2 separate regions of the Bicyclus anynana genome follow, and region 1 is linked to region 2. The links are chromatin contacts, called in public Hi-C maps. All regions are on one chromosome and are shown on one strand. The core of a region is the stretch at or near the end of the contact, and the rest is flanking DNA. Distances in the headings are between cores, read along the strand shown. Region 1 overlaps LOC112051086 (N-alpha-acetyltransferase 15, NatA auxiliary subunit). Region 2 overlaps LOC112051086 (N-alpha-acetyltransferase 15, NatA auxiliary subunit).

Region 1 (6,278 bases), core at 2,373-4,872, 140 kb before region 2:
AACATCGATTCTATAGACACAGTTTGCATGAACACATTAGATCATGATCATATCGTTTTGACAGAGGGGTAACCTCTAGCGAGGCAGGTCCTGTGGAAGGTAATTGGTCTGAGACAGTTTGCAACGCAATTCCAAATTCAAATTCTGTATTGCCTTCGCCTTAGCTTACGTCCAGTCTTGAGCTGATCGCACCAAACGCATCGCATTTATATTATTTTATATAATAATAAAACTCACACAATTTATTTAGTACCTGTCAATTCGATGGGTATTGTATTAATAGCATTTTACAAATGAAAAAAAAAACAGCAACCAGCTCTATAGACTACAGAGTATACCAAAAGTATTGTACAGTAAAAACTTATTACATTACAATATTGTATTATTTACAAAGCGTACCTCATTTGGTGTGTATTGCAACTTTGCCACACATTTTTTTTTCACACATCAAAAAAAACCAATCTTTCATTACAAATCCTTATTTTATTAATAACATATTATTTGCTGTATGAACACTTGAGGCCTTGTATTGAAACTTTTAATTGATCGCTTAAAAATGTCATAATATACAATGAAAGGATTTCTTTTTGATACACGTCAGGAAGACTATAAGAGTGATTAAAAACAAAATTATGCAATTTAAGGGTAGAAGTAAAAAAAATTATAGCAGTTCATTAAATCAGGTAAAATATACATGCATAGAAACCAAAATTTATTGTTAAAAAAAAAAATCTTATGATGATAACAAGGAACATATTTTCTTTAGTACAATGAAATAGCAATGCATAATAATCTATATTAATAAACTCAGTATACATTTAACACCAAAACCTATGTTATTATTGTGGCAAGTGATATTTTTGTATTCAAATGAGTTATTATAGCAAACGGTGCTAGAATATTTTTAATAATAAACTGTAGCACTTGTTGTGTTTAGCATTTAAGCGAGAATGGACTCATTTATATTTCTTTGTTTTTCTTTTTAATAAATAAGATGATTTTTTAAGCTGTCTTTTTTTACAAGCCATAAATTTGATTAAAATTTCATCAGTCACGTTATTTAGTAGAAGTGGCGTAACTACGATTGGCAAAATGGCAAGGGCCTGAGACCGCAAGCTCAAAAGTAATCGAAAATTAAAATATAGCTTGGCAACTTCGTTCGTAACACTCCGGATGGCTTGCGTGGGCCGGGGTCGTGTAGCGATGAATGGAAAACCCACGAATAATCCACCTCATTTCCCCGCACGCGTGATTTCAAACCCACGCAGTCTTTCCCCCCGTCGCCCGCATATCATGGGAGTGTCATCAACGAACTTGCCAGACTATAATTTCCTGGGACTAATTTCATCGGTTATAGGATTACACTTGTAATCTGTATTCTTCTGGGGTATAGTGATAATTTACCATAGCCAACAAAAAAAACACAGTGATCACAAAACTTGATCGTCTTACGTTATATTTATATCTCATTCAGTTTCGTTTTCTTAAAACTTAAAAAAAAGTGCATCTGAATATCTTGGAGCAAAATGTTTTGACTACTTATTATTTGAATCAAATTTTAAACTAGCTAACAGTCCAGAAATTCAAAGAAATTTGTTGAAGAGTATCGGACTAATCAGGTCCCAGGTCCATGTGGGGCTATAGTTTGGCAACTTCGTTCGTAAAACTCGCGGTGGTCCGCGCAGGCCGGGGGGCGTGTAGCGATCAATGAAAAACCCACGACTAATGCACCTCACATCCCCGCACGCACGATTTCACCCCCGCGCAGTCTTTCTCCCCGTCGCCCGCATATCATGGGAGTGTCATCAACGAACTTGCCAGACTATAACACTTCTTTATCATCACAAAAATGAAAGACTTTTGTAAAATTCTCGCTACTACTAAACTGGCCAATTTAGTCTTTGTGACATTCACTGTTATGACAGAAATAGCCAAATCCATCCAAATTTGTGTTCTGATGCACAACGGTCAGCCGCGGATGAATTTTATTAGCAAATATTTGTGATTAAAAAAAAAAGTAAATAAGCTATTAGATTTGACAACAAACACGCAACGTATGTACGCAAGTGCGTACACGTTTTCGTAACCATCACGAAACGTACGTACGCAATTGCGTATATGTAAAGCATAACCAACACACAACGTACGAGCTCTAGCGCTCAATTGCGTATACATTTGCGTAAGTAACACGCAACTTACGTACGCAACTGTGCGTACGCTCATTTGCGTAACGAATACGCAACGGACTTTTGCACGCAAAACCGTCTAAATCATATTTCGAGTGAACCAACATGTTACGAATATTTTACTATGTATGTTGTATTATTTAATACAACAACGGTATATATTTAGTTATATATATTATATGAAAACTACTCATAATAATTGAAAATTTACAAAATTCGATACTTTAAACCGCCCGCAGTCCAACCGTAGTGCAATCTACATACGTTAAACAGTAAATTATTTCAAAACTTTAATATTTTAATTGAGTATGAACCGGCATCTCGTCACATCGAAACTCCAAAACGAGTGTATCCTTTTCAAAAAACATACTACAAAATTTCTATCGACGATAGTATATTAATGAAAATGGGGGGAGAGGGGAGGGAAAAGGCTTCAGTTGTTGACCGTTATCTCCTTAGGCTGTAGGGGATCCTCTATAATGTGGTCAGGCACCTGTTCTGCTGGGGGTTTGAAAGCGTTCGCATATGGGAATTTGACGCGACACGCTTCGATGTATTCTTCTATGTCTTTTTCGCATGGGCCGAAGTCGCCGTCTCTGAGACTCTCTAAAACTTCAACGCAACCCTGCAAATAAAATATTATTAATTTGTAGCTTTATAATATTTTGATAAAGGCAAATTATTGTATCTATAATGACTAAAATGATTATTATCAATGCGATCGCAAGTTCAGTTATATGCCTGACTAATCGTGATATGAGTGAACAAAATAATTGTCACATTATCTTAAATAAAGCATGTAAAATTTATTTGTACATCCATGCCACATTGTATGTGGAGCATGGATGCTTAATTTGAGCTTAATTTATAATCACCATAATACGATATCGTCGGTCTAGAAGACTGACGAACTTTACAGGAGAGACAAGAAACATCTTTTAGGTATCACTAAAAGTCGTTTTATGCGACCAAAAACGTTTCTAATGGACGTACTACAAGATATTTACGGGCTACCACCGGAAAAGCTGTTTGAAGCTTTCTGCATCAAAATCAATTTTTACCAAAAATTGTTAGTTACGAGGTATCACATCTAGACCAACGATAAGTAGGTTAATAGGTTAGTTAACCACTAGACGTCCAGCTGTGGACGTCTAGTGGTGGCTGACGATAAGTCGTCTCGTCTGTTGTCGCAACTCGAAGAAGAGATAATTACCTGTATAGGAAAGTCCGACAGATTGACGTGCGTGGCTAGTTTTAAGGTCACACGAAGCTCAGGATCATTGTATATAAAAGTCCCATTAAAAGGCTATGTCTCAGCTAAAATGATAATTATGTCGTCTTTTGTTGAAATTCGAGGAGATTATTACCTGTATAGACAGGTCCGGCAGGTCGAGGCGTGTGGCCAGTTTGAGAGCCTCCGGCGCCCGCGCGGGCTGCAGGCGGCGCATGGCGCGCGCGCCCCACAGCGCCGCCAGCTGCGAGCGCTCCGCCGACTGCTGCATGTACTCCTGCGCCATCGTCTGCGCTGAACGACCTTGGAACATCTGCGGAACCGAGAGGTTTCACCATTACAGGTTACATTTAGCGGGTTGCAGGTAGCCGCTTGGTGCTGGCGGCTCGAGATAGTTTAGAAGTCCATGCAAGAGGCCTACGAGTATATCCAGCAGTGGACGTCAATTAGCTGTTGTTATTAAGGAGTTTTCTTTCTTATAGCAAATATTTATTTATTATACTTTGTGTAACGTAACAATGTGTAAATACATATTTTATTTATATAAATATTCTTTTTAATTTATTAAGTAGTAAATTTTAAATTTGGGAAATAATTTTGATTTTTTGTATCTAATTTTATATACTTTTTCCCTTTCTTTTTTATTATTATTTTAACTAGTTATAGGTTTTAATGTAATTACAGCTTTAAATACGGGTTTATGTTTCCTATTTTCGTGGTGGCACTTGGAACGGGGTCCTAGCTGAAAATCAGCGCTGTTTGCTTTTTTTTGCATACGGGGAGCATACAGCAATATGCTGAGCTGGGACCTTTTTCTAGGTTATGCCACATATCGCAGGGTATTTATTATTCTAAGATAATTGTGATGTGTGGTATAATTGTAGCAATAAAGATATTTTCTTTCTTTCTTTCTTCTGATATCGCAAGTGTCGCATACACGTACCGGCCTCATCTCCGTATCGATGACGGCGGCGACGCTGGGCGGCAAGCTCGCGTGCGTGTCGTCCAGCCAACTGCGGAAGCGCAGCAGACAGTCGTGCAGGTGCGAGTGCGAACTGTCGAGCCGCCACGCGCGTTTTATGCTCTGCAGCATTAGCAGGGGCTTTTCTGGAAATTATTTATTTATTTATTTTATACACATATATATATATATATATAAACATTACAGGCTTAACCTAATGTGTTTATATAAACTATCTATAATTCCTGAATTACTTGAACGTATCGTATCCACCTGGGTTCGAATTATACGAATGACATGTTGAAAAAAAATTAAAGCTACAGCTATATGATAATAGTGCCAACCTCGATTCAGTCCTGAATTAGCCTGAAAGCTATTTAAGCAATTGCTTAGGTCTAGGGGGGCAAAAGACATCAGAGAAAAACCGAGTACATTTTAAACAATTACAAAATCCGCGCATATTTTTTTATTAACTCTTTGTAGTTAACGTAAGGGTCGGGGTCCGGGGCCCATAGGGGAAGACTGCTTGAAGAAGGGCACTGCCTCGATCTTAACGCCTACCTACTATAGAAAGCGCAATGTCTAGAAGGCTCGGAGGCTGACATAACTTCAATCTCTTCACAACAAAACTTTCTTTCCGTATCAGCTCACCACATGTTTGTACGTTCTGCTAAGAAACAGGCGTCGTTATGGTAAGGCTTGAATTATCAAATAGTTTCATTTCTGTACTATTGTTTTATTCGCTTTCATTGCAATGGATCGAAAGAGAGCAATATGCAAGACAAAATTATTTCGTTTTCTTTTGCCGCGCACCTTAGACTAAGAAAAGAAAAGAAAAATATACAAATGTTATAGTTGTCAGTTTACCTTTCCTAAAGTATATTTCGAAGGCCATTAGATGCGTGTCTATTCTGTCCGCGCCGAGCGTTCGTAGCGGTTGAAGGAACTTTAATGCTTGCTCTAACGGGTCTTCCGCCTGAAAATTGCAAGTTTACAATGAGTTTTCTCAATATCTCAAAGATCTTTATACCTGGTAACCTCTTTATCTGGTGAAAAGTTATTCCCATATTCTTATAACAATCCAAGCAATATATATAAATAAATTGCCTATAAGTGGTAAGGCCTAAAAACAAAGCAATATAAACTTCTCAAGGAATGCAAGGACGACATCCTACAAAGTGTCGCCCAAACTGAGGCCTTTGAGTCTCATGTGCCTGTAGTTACACCGGCAACCATGTCCTTAAGACTGTAACATAGCAATGTTTCTGGGCGGTAGAAATAAACATTGCGCTAGTTTCCAAGACTATCACGAAAAGTCGTTATCATCACTGGGTGCTTCTTCAAGCTGAAGTTTGGCGGCGGTCATGAGTTGACAACTTATCTAGTCATTTGTAAATTTTTTAACCTTTGTATAGGTTTACTTGCTCCACTCTTTTACATCATCTATCCACTTTCTCCGCTGCTGACCTAGCTTAACTTCTAGAATCAACCTACGAAACTCATGCAAATGCCCAAAAAATTAAATTGTCTAAAAAGATAAAATTCTACCCCTACCCTTTACCCTGTTACATTACCCTGACTTATAAATAGTGTAACTGACACGACTTTCTTTTATATACTTATCATTTGATTTGGATTCGATCCAGGAACGGTTGCTTTAGCTTTTCCTTTCCAACATTTTCATTCACCCTCGCCTTATCTTTTTGTTAGTCTCCCTTCATTCATCCTCTCTACTATCTAATCTCCGCCGTGAGCCGTGATAGCCCAGTGGATATGACCTCTGCCACCGATTCCGGAGGGTGTGGGTTCGAATCCGGTCCGGGGCATGCACCTCCAACTTTTCAGTTGTGTGCATTTTAATCATCACAAAAACATCGTGAGACCATACCAACCAACATAC
Region 2 (7,242 bases), core at 2,473-4,972:
CTTTAAATACAGGTATAAATCAGACAAAAATGAGACTGACCAAAAAAAGAAATTGTCGTTATTAAAATAATGGAAAACACCACACGTTTTGGACACGTTTCCCCCTTGCAAAGAACCTTCGTCGTTTCAAAGCGACACGTTACACGCAGAAACAAAAGAATGATTAAGTAACGCAGTTCCAAATTAAAACGCGACGGCCGACTTTGTCGCCGGCCACGCGGCCTTCTTGCCTTTTGATCGTTACTTGCTAATTTCCAAATTAAACGCTTGATTCTCAATGCCAGCTAGATCGGAGGTGGTCACTCTGTTCGAATTGATAAAAGGCGGGTGGTGGCGCGCGGCCCGCCAGTACTAAACCGCTCGGACAGGCGTATTATATCGCGTCCTTTCACTTTAGTTCGCGCGCTCATGACCGACAACGCGGCGTGACCGACTAACAAAGAAATAATCGCTATCTGAGATGAGTTCATTAACTGTGCTTGTGATAACGTTGTATTGTGTCAACCGTGCAGCATAACTAAAGAAGTGATGTTTTCTAAACTTTCAGATGGTGAGAGGGGCGACGTCAGTGCTCACGCTAGCGCTGGCATGGGCGTGCGTCGTTCGCGCCAGCGTCCTTGTGCCCACCTACGTGCTGCCGCCCGAGTCGTTCGTGCGCGACCAGCGATCCCTCGCCTCCAAATCAGACTCCGAAACCGCCGAGTCGACGCGAATGATTAGACGCCTCATCGGCGGACACATGAAAATCAAACCGGAAAAGGATCACGGCAATTTCAAAAACTCAATCAGTCTCAACACGAAAACCGAAAGTGGAAAGTTCGCGGGAGTGATATTGCCCGAATTGTCGGGCGGCACCGTGGGATGGAATCAAGGAATCTGGGACGACGGCATGCTCATGTCGAGCGCTGGCGAGGGGAAGGACGCCGGAAAAATAAAGGAGGTCGACGAAGACAAAAAGACGCTATCCGATCAAGTGGCCGAAGGCAAATACGGACTCCTACAAAACGAAATATTTGCAAAAACACCCAAACGACCTGGGATTTTGAGCTACGAGCTGAATTCAGAGACTAGATCGAAAGATAATCTACAGAGTCTAGGCGGACTTAAGAAAGATGAAATATGGCTCGCGGAGGATCATTTGTTGGTTCTCAAAGGAGGCTCATTCCCAGAACGTACGAAGGAAGCAGAGAACAGGCCATGGCCACCGATCGATAGCTACGAGGCGCCCAGAAGGCAAGTAAAGTTACCGCAGAAACCTAAAATACCACCGCCCTTTCCAGTTCGACTCTCCGACGACGGCCCGCTCGTCTTCCTTACGCCTAACGGCAGTATCCCTGCGCCCCTTTTCCCACCCTTCCCTGCAGGAGAAAGCGAAGGCCCTCTACCTCCTCCGCCATTCCTTTTCGCACAGGGAGCGCCCTACCCCGCGGGTGATAATCAGAGAAACACTTCTTCCTGGGGAGCGACGATGCCAGATCCTCCGTTCCCATTCCTACCCGGGAATGCGAGCGAAGGAGCATTCCCCTACCCTGGATCCATAAACGGCTCTTTTCCAGAAGGCTTTCCACCGGGCGCAGCATTTCTACCACCACCCAGCAACCAGACCGACCTCTACGACGAAGACGACCCTTCGATCTATTATCCGCCGCCATACAATTTTTCCTATCACACTAACTATCACAGTAACGTGCCGGCCGGACCTCTCGTACCAGGAATTATATTACCGCCACCGCCAGATTTCTTTGCACCTCTCGAAGAAAAAACTACAATAGACGCTGTCAAAAGTACAAGGCCACCTATAACGCATTTGAGGTCAAAGACTACGACTAAACAGCCCTCAACTATCGGATACAGAGGAAAATACAAAACAAGGCCTACTACTACAGAAGCGTGGACAACGGAACCTCCTACAACTACTACGACCCCACAAGTAGAAGTAGTGACTGCACCGAAACACAGAAAGCCACAGCGCGTACAAGTAATACCACCGAGAACTCCTGTCAGGGTCCACAATCTACCAGACGACATTACGACAAAGCCAAAAACCGAAAAACCGGTTTACAAAACGAGAACGAAGCTTACATCGAAACCTATATCGGTGTCAGTGTTTTACGATTATCCTGAAACAGTTTACGATAATAAAAATCCAACAACCACGGATAAACCGTACATTGTCTACAAAGTACCACAAAAGACGAGCAATGAATTTACCAACGACGTAACATCAACATCTGTACCACTGAGGGCTTACTACACCAATACACAAAACGATGAAGTTCCAACAACGAAATTACAACCAGTTTACAATCGTAAACCAAATGAAGACGCGATCGCTTCTTTCTACTTCTTCGACGAACAACCAAAAAGTTCGCCAGCTCCGGATCCATTCTTCGATGGAAGAAATTATTATAAAACTGTGCCGAGTCAGCGACCTTATGCTCAAAATCAAAATGTGAACTCGCAATCTGGATTTACGCCTTCCGTGGACGTCGCTTATGGATCAATCGACCAAGCTGACGCTCTGTTCCTGTGGCCACAAAAACAAGGTCCGCGAACGCTTACACAAGAATACTTCAGCGTGCAAAAACCCAAACAACAAAATGTGTACGTGCAGCAAATAAAACAACGCCCCGACTCATTCTATCAACAAATAGCTGACATTCAACAGACTATTGAACTGTACACCACAAAAAGGCCAAAGGCACATTCGCACCGACCTCATTCGACTAAACCGAAGGCCGTGACTTCCCGGCCGGTGTATGAATTCAGTTACGACACAAAACACCGACCAGAAAAACTGACATTCAGAGCGCCTAAATTAGACCCCGAACCATTCCGGCCAATGGTGAGTTACAGTAAACCATTCAATTTAGAAAACGAGTTCAACGCAATAACACCAACAGTCGCATCGGGATACCATCAGCAATACTTAGTGGAAAATGCACATGTAACGACAGAAAACCCGACGTCGTCCAGATATTATCCGAAAACGAAAACGAGGGACGAAGACTATGAAGACTCGGTTTATAACAAGGCCTCAACACCTAAAACGAATGTGAATTACATTCCAGTCCAAACCGGCAAACCTGTGCTTCATGTAAACAAACACCCGAGTACTACGCCTAACCCAATCAGTCACGGCTACTACACAAAACAGGATGAGAAATACATCGACGATATCACCAAGAACTCTTTCGACGTATTCGGGCAAAAGTTGGATGAAACTCACGATGTCAACGGCCTGGCCGTCACGCCTCCACTCGAATCTGTGAAGACACCGATCAACAATAACATTAACCTGCAGTACGATTACGAGATCGTCGATTCGCAAAACCCAAATCCACCGTCGCTGCACAAAGACACGATCGTCAATGATCGCCTACCTCGTCCAACTATCAACCCTTACAGTGAATCTATACACCAAGGTTCGCCCAACGCGGAACTGGTTCAACCACCGAAACCACCTTCGCTGCTACACGACACCGTAGTCAACGACAGGTACCCACGACCCGAAATCAATCCTGACAGCGAGTTCATACCGATACCGAACCCCGGTTACAGGACAGCGCAACAATATAGAATACAATCGCAAGTACAAAGGCCTCAGTATACTGGTGAGCAGTATGACCTGAACAGGCCTTCACTGGCAGGGGACACGGCTGTGAACTACAGGAGGCCTCTGCCGCCTGTCAATCCTGATGCAGAGTGGATAGGGCCGGTGAACACCGCCGGGGAGGGCAGGCCGGGATCGTTCGTCTCGTACAGACTGCCCGGGGAAGGTGCACACGTGTACTTCCTGACTCCGCAAGCAGCGCAGGCCGCCCGGGAGAGGTACCGATCGCCGGGTTACGGACGGTGAAACCAAAGCTCTAGTCTGAACTATGCGCCGTAGGCGACGATACGTGTAAATACAAAGCAAAATGTGATGTTTTAAGTGTCCTAAGTAGTATTAGAACGAAAAGACTAGCGGGCCGCCCGCATTGCCATATTTAAAAACGCATTATTAAAATGCAGTGAAGTGCGACCATTGTTGTTGTGACAAACGAACGCTAACAAGTTTTTTAGACGAACTATTTATTAAATTATTAACGTTAAGAGACTGGTGCAAGCGTAGTGATAAGTAATTTATTCATGTATGTCAGTATTGAACTCACTAGATGTGATACTGTGTGTGTATGTATGTGAAAATTGTCGCAAATGGAACCATATTGTGTATAACTGTTTGATACTTTTAAATTGTTTTGTAACTGAAAACGTTGACGAGCAATTGTGATTTTTTGTATGTCTTTATAAACAAAAGATTTTAAAATAAGAAATAAAATAAAAAATGTTTAATATACCAGACGTTGTTTTCTTGAAATCCTCTAACTAAATTGCATAAAGTTTATTTATAACTCAATGAACAATGCGCAGTATAATACAATTTAAATGTCTATCTGTGATTTCAAAATAACTGTGCTTTTCAAGTGCTTATGGCCATTTACACAATACTAAAACATTAATAAGCTTTTTTTTTAATTTTTATCTGTCTGTCTTTCTGTTTTTCCGGACTAATCTCTGAAATAGCTGAACCGATTTGAATGGAACTTTTAATGGAACATAGAGGAGGTTATCGAGCAACATATAAGCTACTTTTTATCCCACAAAAATACATGATTTCCGCGGGATTTGAGAAAATCAGATATCGTGGGCGTCCACTAGTTATTACATAAAAACTGTTTGATAAACTAAATAGTAATTAGTATTCTATTTACCTGACCTTATGTAATATTACAATGAATGAATCTCGTAAGACAAATGACATTATATAATCATAAATAATTTATGCAAATTAGTTCACTAATGAAAATCAACAGAAATGTGCACAGAGGCACCGCGAAATATAGTTCGTAAAAAACCAGGTCACTAAACTAAATGTTGTTATTATAGGTAGACACTTGAAAATTCGAATCTGTATTAGAAACAGTAGGTATTACATCGAGTTGCCTTTATTTTTCTTTTATCACTTACCTATACAAAATTGCATAAAATTACGATACGAAAATTTGTCAAGAAATATGTCGCGAAATATAAAAGCAGTGGTGACAAAAACTTCGCCTGGTTGTCCCAATATATATATATATATATATATATTATTTTTAATGAAATTAAACCTTTGGTAGCAGATATTATGTGAAATTGTAAAGAAATAATAAAAACAAGCCAAGGGCGTGTCGAGTCACGCGCAGTGTAGTTTAATTTAGCACTTTAATCCCTTCTTTAATGCACAAAAATACTTATATACAGATGCACTTCATAAACGTAATTAATATAAATAGCCATACCACAACTTTCTAGTTTTATCAGTCTCTGAGTTATTTTACTGATAAGTTATCTTTTTAATTAGCAACGGATTTAGTATGCAATTTTCGATTATGTGCACTAAGAATAGAAAAGGGCCCAGATTTGATCCCTGTAGAACGCCCATTATGGTAGTAGAACCGTGCGATGTTATATAATTTATGCATACCTTTAGTGTTCCTGAGATAACCAGCGATAATATTAAGTGCAACACTTTTGATGCCTTAGTAACTTACTCGTAACTTCAGTAAAAGAGTGTAATGGTAAACACAATCCAATGCCTCGAACAAATCACAGAACACACCAATAGCATTCTTAAACAGTTGATGTTAATGATGATGTTGATGATGATGACAATGTGGGCAGGCACCTGTATCGGACTTGGTTGTCTACGGCACGTCCTCATGTCGCAGCAGACCCGCGTACGAGCGCTGTGACGTCATACGCTTAAAGTGGTACTATGAACCCTGGCTAAGTTTGCTGGAGGCTCTTCTTGGACAATGGCCTTTTAGAACCCTTGTAACTTTAAATTTTAAGTTTCGACTAATTAATTATCTAATACCATTACCTGACATTTCAAAAGTATTTGTAAACTAAGCCTAACTGAAATAAATGAATTTTGACGTTGACTTGACGTTATAGAACCACATAGTAGGTAGAAGATGATGATCATATTGATGTTAGCTCAGACTAATTACATAAGGACTTGTTTCGCACCCAAGTTCACGTTATGTGTAATACACATAACGTGAACTTGGGTGCGAAACAAGTCCTTATGTAATTAGATTGTTTCCTTACACTACACACAACTATAACTTTGTATCGCAATATACACACGTGTATTTTTACACACTACTAACTTTGACAAAGAAATCGTTTAGTCTGTAACATACAGCATTGAATTAAATAAATAAATAAATAAATTATTATAAATAAATATTAAATTTGTTTGTTTTTATAACAAATTTGTTACAAATAAGTTAGAAATACAAATGAAATGTAACTTTTTCTTTTAGTAAACTAGAAAATGTTAATCGTTTATTACACCATTCGAGTACACCAACCGGCAATTTTAGGGAGCTCTTTACATGAAACATCTACTCTATAGAGACAGTTTTTATAAATGCGTTAGATCGTTGATCATATACTTTGGGTTAACGTCTAGCGAGTCAGGTCCTTATCTGATTCGTCTGAGGATGTTAATGATAGATGATGATGACGGCAATGTGTGCACGCACCTGTATCGGGCTCGGTCGTCTGCGGCACGTCCTGCAGCGGGTGCGCGTAGAGGCGCAGGTACACCTGGATGGCGACGCGGGCGCAGCGGAAGTAGAACGGATGCGATCGCAGTACGTCCTCCAATCGCAGCAGACCCACGTACGACCGCAGCGTCATTTTCCGCATGCAGTAAGAGTGGAAGTCGAACTGGTCCTCCATTATTTCTGAGAAGTGCTGCAACAAACAAAGGCATTTTAGGTATGATGCCCGATGAACGTGACAAAAAAATTTAGGCGTTCAGAGTTCTTGCGAAAATTTTGTACCTTTTAGTTTCAAGAACGCAGAACGCTAGTAAGCTGCTGCTGTAATTAAAAATACCGCTGCGATGGGAAGAAAAATAGGAATGTTTTTGATTCTGTCACTATAGGTCGACAATGGGCTACTTGCCTCTTTTGTAAACAGTGTTTAAACTGAATTATGGAAGTATTATAAGCTATATTTTATTTTGTCCCGTCAATAATAACCAGTAAAAAATTTAATATAAATGAAAAAATATCTACGTGAAATTTTTGCCGCCGAAACACAACACATTAGCAAGCGACGTCATTCATAGAGATAACAGCGTGATTGGCGTTTGCAATGATGTGATTATATCACGTCACCGCAAGCGCCAATCACAAACCG

What was found. A called contact is a pair of places that touch in the nucleus more often than the background predicts.
Region 1: a Hi-C map of whole body shows a contact between it and region 2, with 2.8 times the contacts expected there. The contact joins two enhancer-like sites. A contact is called at or near these places in 2 of 2 Hi-C or Micro-C datasets (whole body and whole larva).

Annotation. Positions count from the first base shown.
Region 1 is chr23:9,021,820-9,028,097 of ilBicAnyn1.1, reverse strand. It overlaps LOC112051086 (N-alpha-acetyltransferase 15, NatA auxiliary subunit), which reads right to left. Exons shown (of 16, transcript XM_052888840.1): 13 at 5,246-5,354; 14 at 4,361-4,524; 15 at 3,554-3,730; 16 at 1-2,811. The coding sequence ends at 2,620. Among protein-coding and RNA genes, the nearest start is that of LOC112053698, 9.4 kb to the left of the region's middle. Within about 2 kb of position 3,622, at least 4 of the 8 cell types and tissues checked have open chromatin away from gene starts, as enhancers often do.
Region 2 is chr23:8,879,786-8,887,027 of ilBicAnyn1.1, reverse strand. LOC112051086 (N-alpha-acetyltransferase 15, NatA auxiliary subunit) reads right to left here. Exons shown (of 16, transcript XM_052888840.1): 10 at 6,579-6,792. It overlaps LOC112051087, which reads left to right. Exons shown (of 2, transcript XM_024089566.2): 2 at 548-4,339. The coding sequence starts at 548. The coding sequence ends at 3,859. Among protein-coding and RNA genes, the nearest start is that of LOC112051086, 13 kb to the right of the region's middle. Within about 2 kb of position 3,722, at least 7 of the 8 cell types and tissues checked have open chromatin away from gene starts, as enhancers often do.